2 separate regions of the Sus scrofa genome follow, and region 2 is linked to region 1. A link is a contact called in public promoter capture Hi-C data. All regions are on one chromosome and are shown on one strand. Each heading gives the region's core, a stretch centred on a gene start, on an enhancer-like site or on the middle of the called end of the contact. The rest is flanking DNA. Distances are from core to core; before and after follow the strand shown.

What was found. Promoter capture Hi-C pulls out the DNA fragments that hold promoters and counts their contacts.
Region 2: a contact with region 1 is called in a promoter capture Hi-C map of liver, with 9 times the contacts expected there. The contact joins the promoter of ZNF354A here to the promoter of LOC102159167 in region 1. A contact is called at or near these places in 1 of 5 promoter capture datasets (liver) and 1 of 47 Hi-C or Micro-C datasets (liver).

The regions. Positions count from the first base shown.
Region 1 is chr2:79,451,589-79,455,842 of Sscrofa11.1, reverse strand. It overlaps LOC102159167, which reads left to right and starts at 1,674. Exons shown (of 12, transcript XM_021085149.1): 1 at 1,674-1,797; 2 at 3,287-3,352. The coding sequence starts at 3,320.
Region 2 is chr2:79,667,686-79,672,396 of Sscrofa11.1, reverse strand. It overlaps ZNF354A (zinc finger protein 354A), which reads right to left and starts at 1,961. Exons shown (of 5, transcript XM_021084345.1): 1 at 1,794-1,961; 2 at 297-963. The coding sequence starts at 479. It overlaps LOC106507314, which reads left to right and starts at 2,081. Exons shown (of 6, transcript XM_013987544.2): 1 at 2,081-2,212; 2 at 3,601-3,733. The coding sequence starts at 3,641.

The sequences.
Region 1 (4,254 bases), core at 425-2,924:
ATATTTTATGTTTCTTTCAATTTTTGTATCATTCAAATTTTTTTTTTTTTTTTTTGGCTGTGCCTGCAGCATGTGAAAATTTCCAGCCACAGCAAAGCAGGATCCTTAACTACTAGGCCACCAGGGAACTCCTATTTTTTTTTCTTTTTTTCTTCTGAATCTTTCTGTTAGCTGGACTTTGGATCTCAGGGCATATATCTGCTGCATGTCTTCCAAGATTTTCAATTTTTGGTGTTCTGATGGTATTTTTCTAGAGCTGTATGGGATTTTATTACCTTAAAAATTATATATGTTAAGTGTTTTTGTTTTGATATGTTTTGTTATAGTAAAGAGGTAATTGTGTTTATTCAGTCTGCTACCTTATTTTTACTTTGTAAATCTCAATACCATCTTGCTAACAGTGGTTCATAATTGTTATTTTATTTTGCATTATTATTTTTATTGTACTAAAATACACATCACATAAAATTTACCATTTTAACCATTTTTAAGTGTATAGCACAGAGGCATTAAGCACATTTGTTGTTAGGTAACCATAACGACTAGTCACATCCAGAACTTTCTTCATTACCCCAAACTGAAACTCTGTATTTGTTAAGCAATAAATCCTCATTTCCCTCTCCCATCAGCCCCTGGTAACCACTATTCTACTTTCTGTCTATGAATCTGACTATTTTACATACCATGTATAGGTGGAATCATACAATATTTGTCCCTTTGAGTCTGCTTTATTTCCCGTCTTCAAGATTCATCCATGTTGAGGCATATATTAGATTTTCCTTCCTTTTTGTGGCTGAATAATATTTCATTGTAGGATAGACCACATTTTGTTTATTCACTCATCTGTTCATTGACACTTTGGTTGTTTCTACCTTTTGACTCCTATGAATAATGTTTCCATGGACATTATTAGTGTATAAGTACCTGTCTGAGGTTTTGCTTTCAATTATTTTGGGAATATTCCCAGAAGGGCAATTGCTGGATTATATATGGTAATTCTATTTTTAATTTTTTAAGGAACTGCCATAACTATTTTCCAAAGCAGCTGCACTATTTTACATTCTCACCAGCAATTCACAAGGATTTAATTTCAACAAGTCTTCACCAACACTTGTTGCTTTCTGTATTATTCTGTTTTTGGTTTTTATTTTATTTTTTTTGCCTTTTTGTCTTTTTGTTGTTGTTGTTGCTATTTCTTGGGCCGCTCCCGCGGCATATGGAGGTTCCCAGGTTAGGGGTTGAATCGGAGCTGTAGCCACCGGCCTACGCCAGAGCCACAGCAACGCAGGATCCGAGCCGCGTCTGCAACCTACACCACAGCTCACGGCAACGCCGGATCGTTAACCCACTGAGCAAGGGCAGGGACCGAACCCGCAACCTCACGGGTCCTAGTCGGATTCGTTAACCACTGCGCCACGACGGGAATTCCTACGGTTTTTATTACATACTCATTTTCCGCTCTTATTATCACTATCATAATAGAAATAAAAAGCGTGCAGAAGAGGATCCGAGGTTACATCAGAGGCTGGTAGACAAGGTTTCAGGCTCCTCGGGTTTCCAGCAGGACCCCTTCCTCTAGCCTTCCTACCCTTGGCCCTTCTCAGACACTGTATGGGCCCGTGCCGTGGAGACTTCTGGGAAATAGAGTTCGAAAGGAAAAGCGCTGCGGTTCTCCTGTGCGCAGGCGCTTTTGCGCCCGTCGGCCTGTCGGCGGCGGCAACAAATATCCCTACGCTAGGTGTACCGCTTGCCTGCAGTGCTGTCTGCCTCTTCGAGTCCCCGCCCCGGCGAGCCCAGGTACAGCCAGTAAGAGTGGGTCCGGGGTGTGCGGCTCCTGCGGCGGGGCCAGGACAGAGGGCCAGCCGGGGCGGGAGTCCCAGCTGCGGGCGTCCAAGCCAAGGCGGCCTCGGCAGGTGAACGCGGCCCGAGGAGGGGGCGTTGCCCGGGGAGGTTCCCCCGTCTGTCCCCTGGGCCTCAGTCTCCGCCCAGGCTTCTGGAGAAAGGTCCCCCCAAAAGGTTGAAGGATGCTGTGTCTTGTTTCAGTGTTCACGAACCCCGGGGCGTTTTTTGGCTTTTAGCATTTGCTGGTTTTACTCCCCAGAGTTAAAATTTATTTTTTTATGTTTACCCATTTTTGCTAACCATGCTTTCTTGTTCTTCCAGAGTGAATCCTAAGTGATTTAACTATTTTCTTTTTTTGTAATTTTTGAGTGATTTTGTCCGCTAAGTTATTTCCCTTTTCTTTAAATTTTAAGTTCATTTCTATCCAACGAAGGTGTTTCTTCTGAGCCTTGTATATTTTGGGGACGGGGGAAGGGAAGGTAGGTGGTTAATATTTCCTTTTGCTTTTTTTTTTTTTTTTTTTTTTGTCTTTTTGCCATTTCTTGGGCCGCTCCCACGTATATGGAGGTTCCCAGGCTAGGAGTCTAATCGGAGCTGTAGCCACCGACCTACGCCAGAGCCACAGCAACTCGGGATCCGAGCCGCGTCTGCGACCTACACCACAGCTCACGGCAATGCCGGATCATTAACCCACTGAACAAGGCCACGGATAGAACCCGCAACCTCATGGTTCTTAGTCGGATTCCTTAACCACTGAGCCATGACAGGAACTCCTCCTTTTACATTTAAGGAGCTTTGGTAACTCTTCATAAAGGAAACACAACTTCCAAGAGGAATAGTTGGTTGGCTACGCCTGAAAAGTACACCAGTTCTTCACATGGCATTTGAAGAATTTTTATAATCACAACTGTATTTTTTTCCTCTCTCTCTCTTTTTTTTTGGCCGCTCCAAGGCACATGAGCCACAGCTGCGATCTAAGCCCCAGCTGGTGCAACCGCAGATCCTTAACCCACTGTACTGGGCCAGAGTTGGACCTGCGTCCCAAGCTCTCCCGAGATGATCCTATTGCACCACAGTGGAAACTTCCATAATTGTAATTATTATAGCTCAAAATATCTAAATGCAGGTGCTTGGCATATTTATGTCATTTCTCATTAATTTAGCATCTCCGTGAGCCCAATGTGACTGCTCTTTACACTGTCAATGCTTGTCAGACAGTGCTAGTTGGATTCATCTTTATTCATAAACCAGTGGCTGAAAGGTAGCAGGCCCAGTGACTGGAAGTCGCTTACTGTCCACTCCTGGTTTTGGTGGTCACGCCCAGGGCTCCTCCAGCTCTGATCTGCACAGTTCTCAATGTGTGATTTCTAACCTGGTCTGAGCCTAATGAGTGTGGGAGTGCAAACAGGATGGCAAAACCTCACGGTTTCTTTTTCTCTTTCAGGTACCTTCTCCAAAAGGGGCAGCAGAGGGAGAAATGGCCACAAGGTTGCTGCCAGCCCAGGCTCTGGTGAGTGACGGCTTGTTTTTTTTCTTTCTTTTTTCTTTTTAGGGCTGCACACGAGGCATTGGGAAGTTCCCAGGCTAGGGTTGAAATGGAGCTATAGCTATTGGCCTATACCACAGCCATAGCAACCTCGGGTTCCCGACACACTGAGTGAGGCCAGGGATTGAACCCATGTCCTCATGGATGCTAGTCAGATTTGTTTCCACCATGCCACAATGGGAACTCCAAAGGCTTCTTTCTTTCTTTCTTTCTTTTTTTTTTTTGTCTTTTTAGGGCTGCACCCTCACCCACCCCAGGCTAGGGGTTGAATCGGAGCTATAGCTGCCAGCCTACACCACAGCCACAGCAATGCCGGATCCTTAATCCACTGACTGGGGCCAGGGATTGAATCCAAGTCCTCTTGGATACTAGTCAGGTTCGTTACCACTGAACTATCATGGGAACTCCTCAATCCAGCATTTTTAGGATTACAAAAATGGAAATAACCTAAATGCCCACCAGTAGATTAGTTAAGTAAACTGATTCATCTATACAGTGAGATACTGGGCAGCAAATAAAAAATATTGAGTGGGATAAATTTATTTTATAATGTCTGTTTAAATCTAGAGCCATATTAGCATGTAAAAGGTCTGAAAGGTCACACAGCAGGAAGTTAATAACCTTGTTTCTGGTGGTAGAAAATGAGGTTAATATTCCTTTTCCTTTTGCCTATTGATCTTGCCTAATTTGCTTTTTTTTTTTTTTTTTTTTTTGTCTTTTTTGTCTTTTTGTCTTTTTTTGTTGTTGTTGTTGTTGTTGCTATTTCTTGGGCCGCTCCCGCGGCATATGGAGGTTCCCAGGTTAGGGGTTGAATCGGAGCTGTAGCCACCGGCCTACGCCAGAGCCACAGCAACGCAGGATCCGAG
Region 2 (4,711 bases), core at 712-3,211, 220 kb before region 1:
TGATCCCTGGCCTTGATCAGTGGGTTAAGAATCTGGCATTGCTGTGAGCTGTGCTATAGGTCGCAGACTTGGCACAGATCTGCCGTTGCTGTGGCTCTGGCGTAGGCCAGCAGCTGTAGCTCCGACTGGACCCCTAGCTTGGGAACCTCCATATGCCGTGAGTGTGGCCCTAAAAGGACAAAAAGCCAAAAAAAAAAAAAAAAAAAAAAAAAAAAGACTGGGTAGAAAACATTAGTTTGAGGGAAAAAAACAAAAAACCCAACTGTCCCTAAGACCTGAGATGGTGACAAACTCACCTGAGACCTCGCTTTGTTCTGTTCAGTAGCCATGTTCTCTTTCTGTCCTTTCCCCTGAGAATGGGCAGTTTCCAGAAGCCAGACCTGAGAGAAAAAAAGGGAGCCAAGAAAACGCCCCTTCTGCTTTCCACCCCTCAGAATCAGCAGTTCTGAAATCCTTACACCATCTGAGAATGATGTCATGTGCCCTCAGGTAGGTAAGCTGGAAGGAGCCAGGAGCAGACAGGACCAGAAAGAAGGGCTGAACCAACCTGGCTCTCTCCCAGGCTCAGAGGAAAAGAACCTAGGACTCTATCAGCTGCAGTAGCGATTCCCTGAGCTTCACCAGGTCTCAGGCACGGACCACATCTTCAGTCCCACAACACAGCTGGCACTGCGCTGTGGGACTGAACTGAGTAAAGAAATGATAATATTTTCTTGGTCCTAAAAACATTGTACCTGTTCCTGTCGTGGCCCAGTGGTTAAAGAATCCGACTAGGAACCACGAGGTTGTGGGTTCAATCCCTGGCCTTGCTCAGTGGGTTAAGGATCTGGTGCTGCCCTGAGCTGTGGTGTAGACTGCAGACACGGCTCTGATCCCACATTGCTGTGGCTGTGGCGTAGGCCGGCAACTACAGCTCCTATTAGACCCTTAGCCTGGGAACCTCCACAGGCCACGGGATCAGCCCTAGAAAAGGCAAAAAGACACAACAAAAAAAAATTGTACAGTAAGTCTTATCCTCCAAGAATATAGTATTATGTTCTAGAATAACATCGTTCAGCTACCACAACCACAGCCCCATTTTATAGATCAGGAAACTGAGGGTACTGTGGGAGCCACTAGCCCCGGTGGCACCAAGATTCCAGCTAGGGCAGGCTCCAGAGCACCTGCTCTAACCTGCCTGTGTACCTGTGACAACTTTTCTCCACCTCAAGTCTTTCCACCCAAGTCTTCTTCCCCCCCCCCCCCGCCTCTGAAAGGAAATAATTTTCAGATTTTTACAGAAAGCTCCTTTATAAAGGAAAAACAGCTCTTCTGTGACGGGGAGGGGGCTGCTGTTTTGACCGGGAACAGAAACCAAAGACCTGGGTTCCAGTCCCGGCTCTGCCAGTGGGGGAAGCCGGCGACTCACTTTCCGTTCAAGACATCATTATGCCTGTCACCCAAGAAGGCAGTTGCGATGGTAAGGGAAAGCAGTGATTTTCTCACGTTCACTGCCGGCCGGGAGCAAATTCAAACGCCTGCCGGGGCCGGGAGAATTAGCGCGCCGGTTACAGGTCGGGAGGAAGCAGGAGAGTGGCTGTGCCCGGCCAATGGGGAGGAAGCGCCCAAACTGCTGAGTTCCGGGACGGCTGGTGGGGGACAGGCGGACAGGGGCGGGGGTCCCCGGTTCTCCGCCCGCCAGCGCCCACAAAGGCCCCGCTTGCGCCTCTTGGGCCTGTGCCCCGCGCCCCGGCGCTGCATCCTTCCGAGGCCCGGTTCTCCCTACCGAAACCCTCCGACCCTCCGCCGCTCACCTTGCCCAGACCTCGGGGATTCCGGGAGGCTCCAGAACTGCCCTTGCTGGACAGCAGCTTTGGGTAGGGACCCCTCCCCGGGTGTTGCCCGGGCAGACCTCACACCGGGAAGCCACTCACGCCAGCGGCAAACACCCGGCACCCCACGCAGCTCCGGGAGGGGCGGGTGTGGGAGACCGCTAGGCCCTCTGGGAAAAGTAGTCCACGCGAGAACCCCCAAGAATTCTGGGAAGTGTGGTTCTCCGCGCATGTCTGAGAAGAAAGGTCCAGCTGAGCCAGTCACGTGTCCAAAACATATTCTGTGATCGCCTCGAGCTTTCTGAGCTGCCAGGTCTTGGGTACTTGGTTCTCCTGGAAGGAAACGGAGGTTCTCCGAGTACAGTGTCTTGTAGCTCTGCATCTGCGTAATTTATAGAAAGGCAAGTAGACAACCAACAAGAACAAACCTGTTTCCCCTTCGTTCTTTCAACAAAAGTGTATGGAGTACCTGTTATGGTGGCAGTCCCTTATTGTTAAAGATTTGAAATACCTCTGTGAGTAAAGCAGAGATCATTGCTCTGGAGAACTTTTTTGGGAGATAGGGAGTAGACAATAAGAGGCGAACGTAATTATATAACTTTTTAGGAGGTAAGTGTTATGAGAGAAAGCTGAAAGGAGAATAATGTGGGAATTTGGGACCCCTTTGCGAAAAGTAAGTCGGCCCCTGGCAGACCTCACTAAGAGGGTGAGAATGGAGGGAGCATGCCAAGGCAGGGCCGCAGGGGATGGCCATTCCAGGCTCTGAGAAGCCAACAATTTTTCTTCTTCTTCTTTTTTTTTTTTTTTTGGCAGAGAAACACAGGTTCTATATAGAAGGTTTGATAAATACAGATAAAGGGGGAAAAATGCCACCACACAAAAATAAATGGTTAACATTTTGGTAAGCATGTTTTAACAGCCCCTTGTACTCCATATTAATCTCTCCTACAGTCACACCAATCTGGTTTTAACAAAGTGGAATATTGCAGACAGCAATTGCGACCTATTTTGGTTTTTTTACCCCCTTAAGACCATGCCTTGAGTATTTGAACTTGCCAGTAAATATTCTCCCTCAGTAGTGTTTTCAATGACTTCAGTACCTTCCATTGCATTTAATTAACTTTTTTAGTTAAATATATTTAAGTTTATTTATTTAAATATATTTACCTAATATTTTACCCCTACTGTTATATTATTTCTAGTGTTTTGCTCCATTAATATCTTCGTAGCTATATCTTTGAAGATTCTTTTCTTAGTTTAAATTCCTTAAAGTTGAATTTCTGGATCAAGAAGGGTAGAATTCTAAGTACATTACTGGTTGTGTTCCTGGAAGATTTTACAATTTATATTTCCATAAGCAGTTCCTGACACTTATGCCTACTCTGGGTTTTTTCTTTTTAATGATATAAAAAAATGCTTTTGGAGTTCCCGTCATGGCTCAGCAGAAAAGAATCTGACTAGCATCCATGAGGAGGCAGGTTAGATCCCTGCCCTTGCTCAGTGGGTTAAGGTTTTGGCATTGCCATGAGCTGTGGTGTAGGTCACAGACATAGCTTGGATCCCGCATTGCTGTGGCTGTGGCTATGGTGTAGGCTGGCAGCTGCAGCTCTGATTTGACCCCTAGCCTGGGAACCTCCATATGCTGTAGGTGTGGCCCTAAGAAGACCCCCCCCAAAAAAAAACTAAGATAAAATAAAATAAATTTTTACATGTCTTTGTTCACTTAATAGAACAATTTTTATAGCTAATTTGAAATTAAATATAATGTCTTATTTATTGAACCATTTAGATATTTACTAACAAGAAGGCCAGAGAAGAGGAACAAAAGAATGAGAAGCATGGAACAGAAAATAGAGTTAAATAAAATCCTTTCTCTCTCATTAATCAAATGGCTCATAATAAACAAGATACTCAATTTCAAGGTAGGTTTATTTTTCATTTTCAGGTAAGAGTCATAATAGCTTTAAAATACATGCTGCTGTAATAAGCCAGTCACAAAAAGACAAGTATTGTATGATTCTACTTCAATGAGGTACTTTGAGCAGTCAGAATCATGGTGACAGTAAGGTGGTTACCTGGGGCTGGGGAGAGGGGCAGTGGGGAGTTATTGTTTAATGGGTACAGAGTTTTAGATTTATAAGATGGAAGAGTCCTATAGATGGATGATGGTGATGGTTACACAACACCGTGAATGTATTTAATACCACTGAACCATACACTTGAAAGTGGTTAAGATGGTAAATTTTATGTGGATTTTACCACACTAAAAATTTGGGGAGAAATTGCTGCTGATGTACCTCTTCATGAGTTTTTCAAAGGTTTGCAGGTGCCTGTGGATACATTAAGCCTCTTTCGGAAGTGCATCATTACTGATAATTTTAAGGGAGTGAATGTTTAGGCCACAACTTCCATTTGTGTTCTCCTGAGCAAGGAAGGTTCTCGTCTCTTTTCATTCCCTTCAAAAAGCTCTCTTCCGCCTCACCAGAGGACTCTTAAGTTGGTCCATTGCCCAAAAGTGTAGCTCTCTGGGGTTTCACACTCTGGGACAACTGACATGAGTCTTTTCTAGGAAGACTCCTTTCCTGATTAATGAAAGACCCTACACATGGGACTTCTCTGTTTATATTAGTCATATTTCTGTTAGAAATGGGATACATGGGCCCTTAAAAGGCTCTAAAAGCAAATACAAAACAATGTCCAAGTCATGGTAATTTAATTGTCCTTGCTCATCTAGTCAGCAAACACTGTTAAATAATGTACTGCTTTTGAGAGAGAGGATATGGTGAGAACAAAGCAATTTAGGCTCTGGTTAAAAAAAAAATTATGTATATATATATGTGTGTGTGTATGTATAACGCTTAAAATGGCATGTACACACACATAGTTTTTATAAAGTAAGC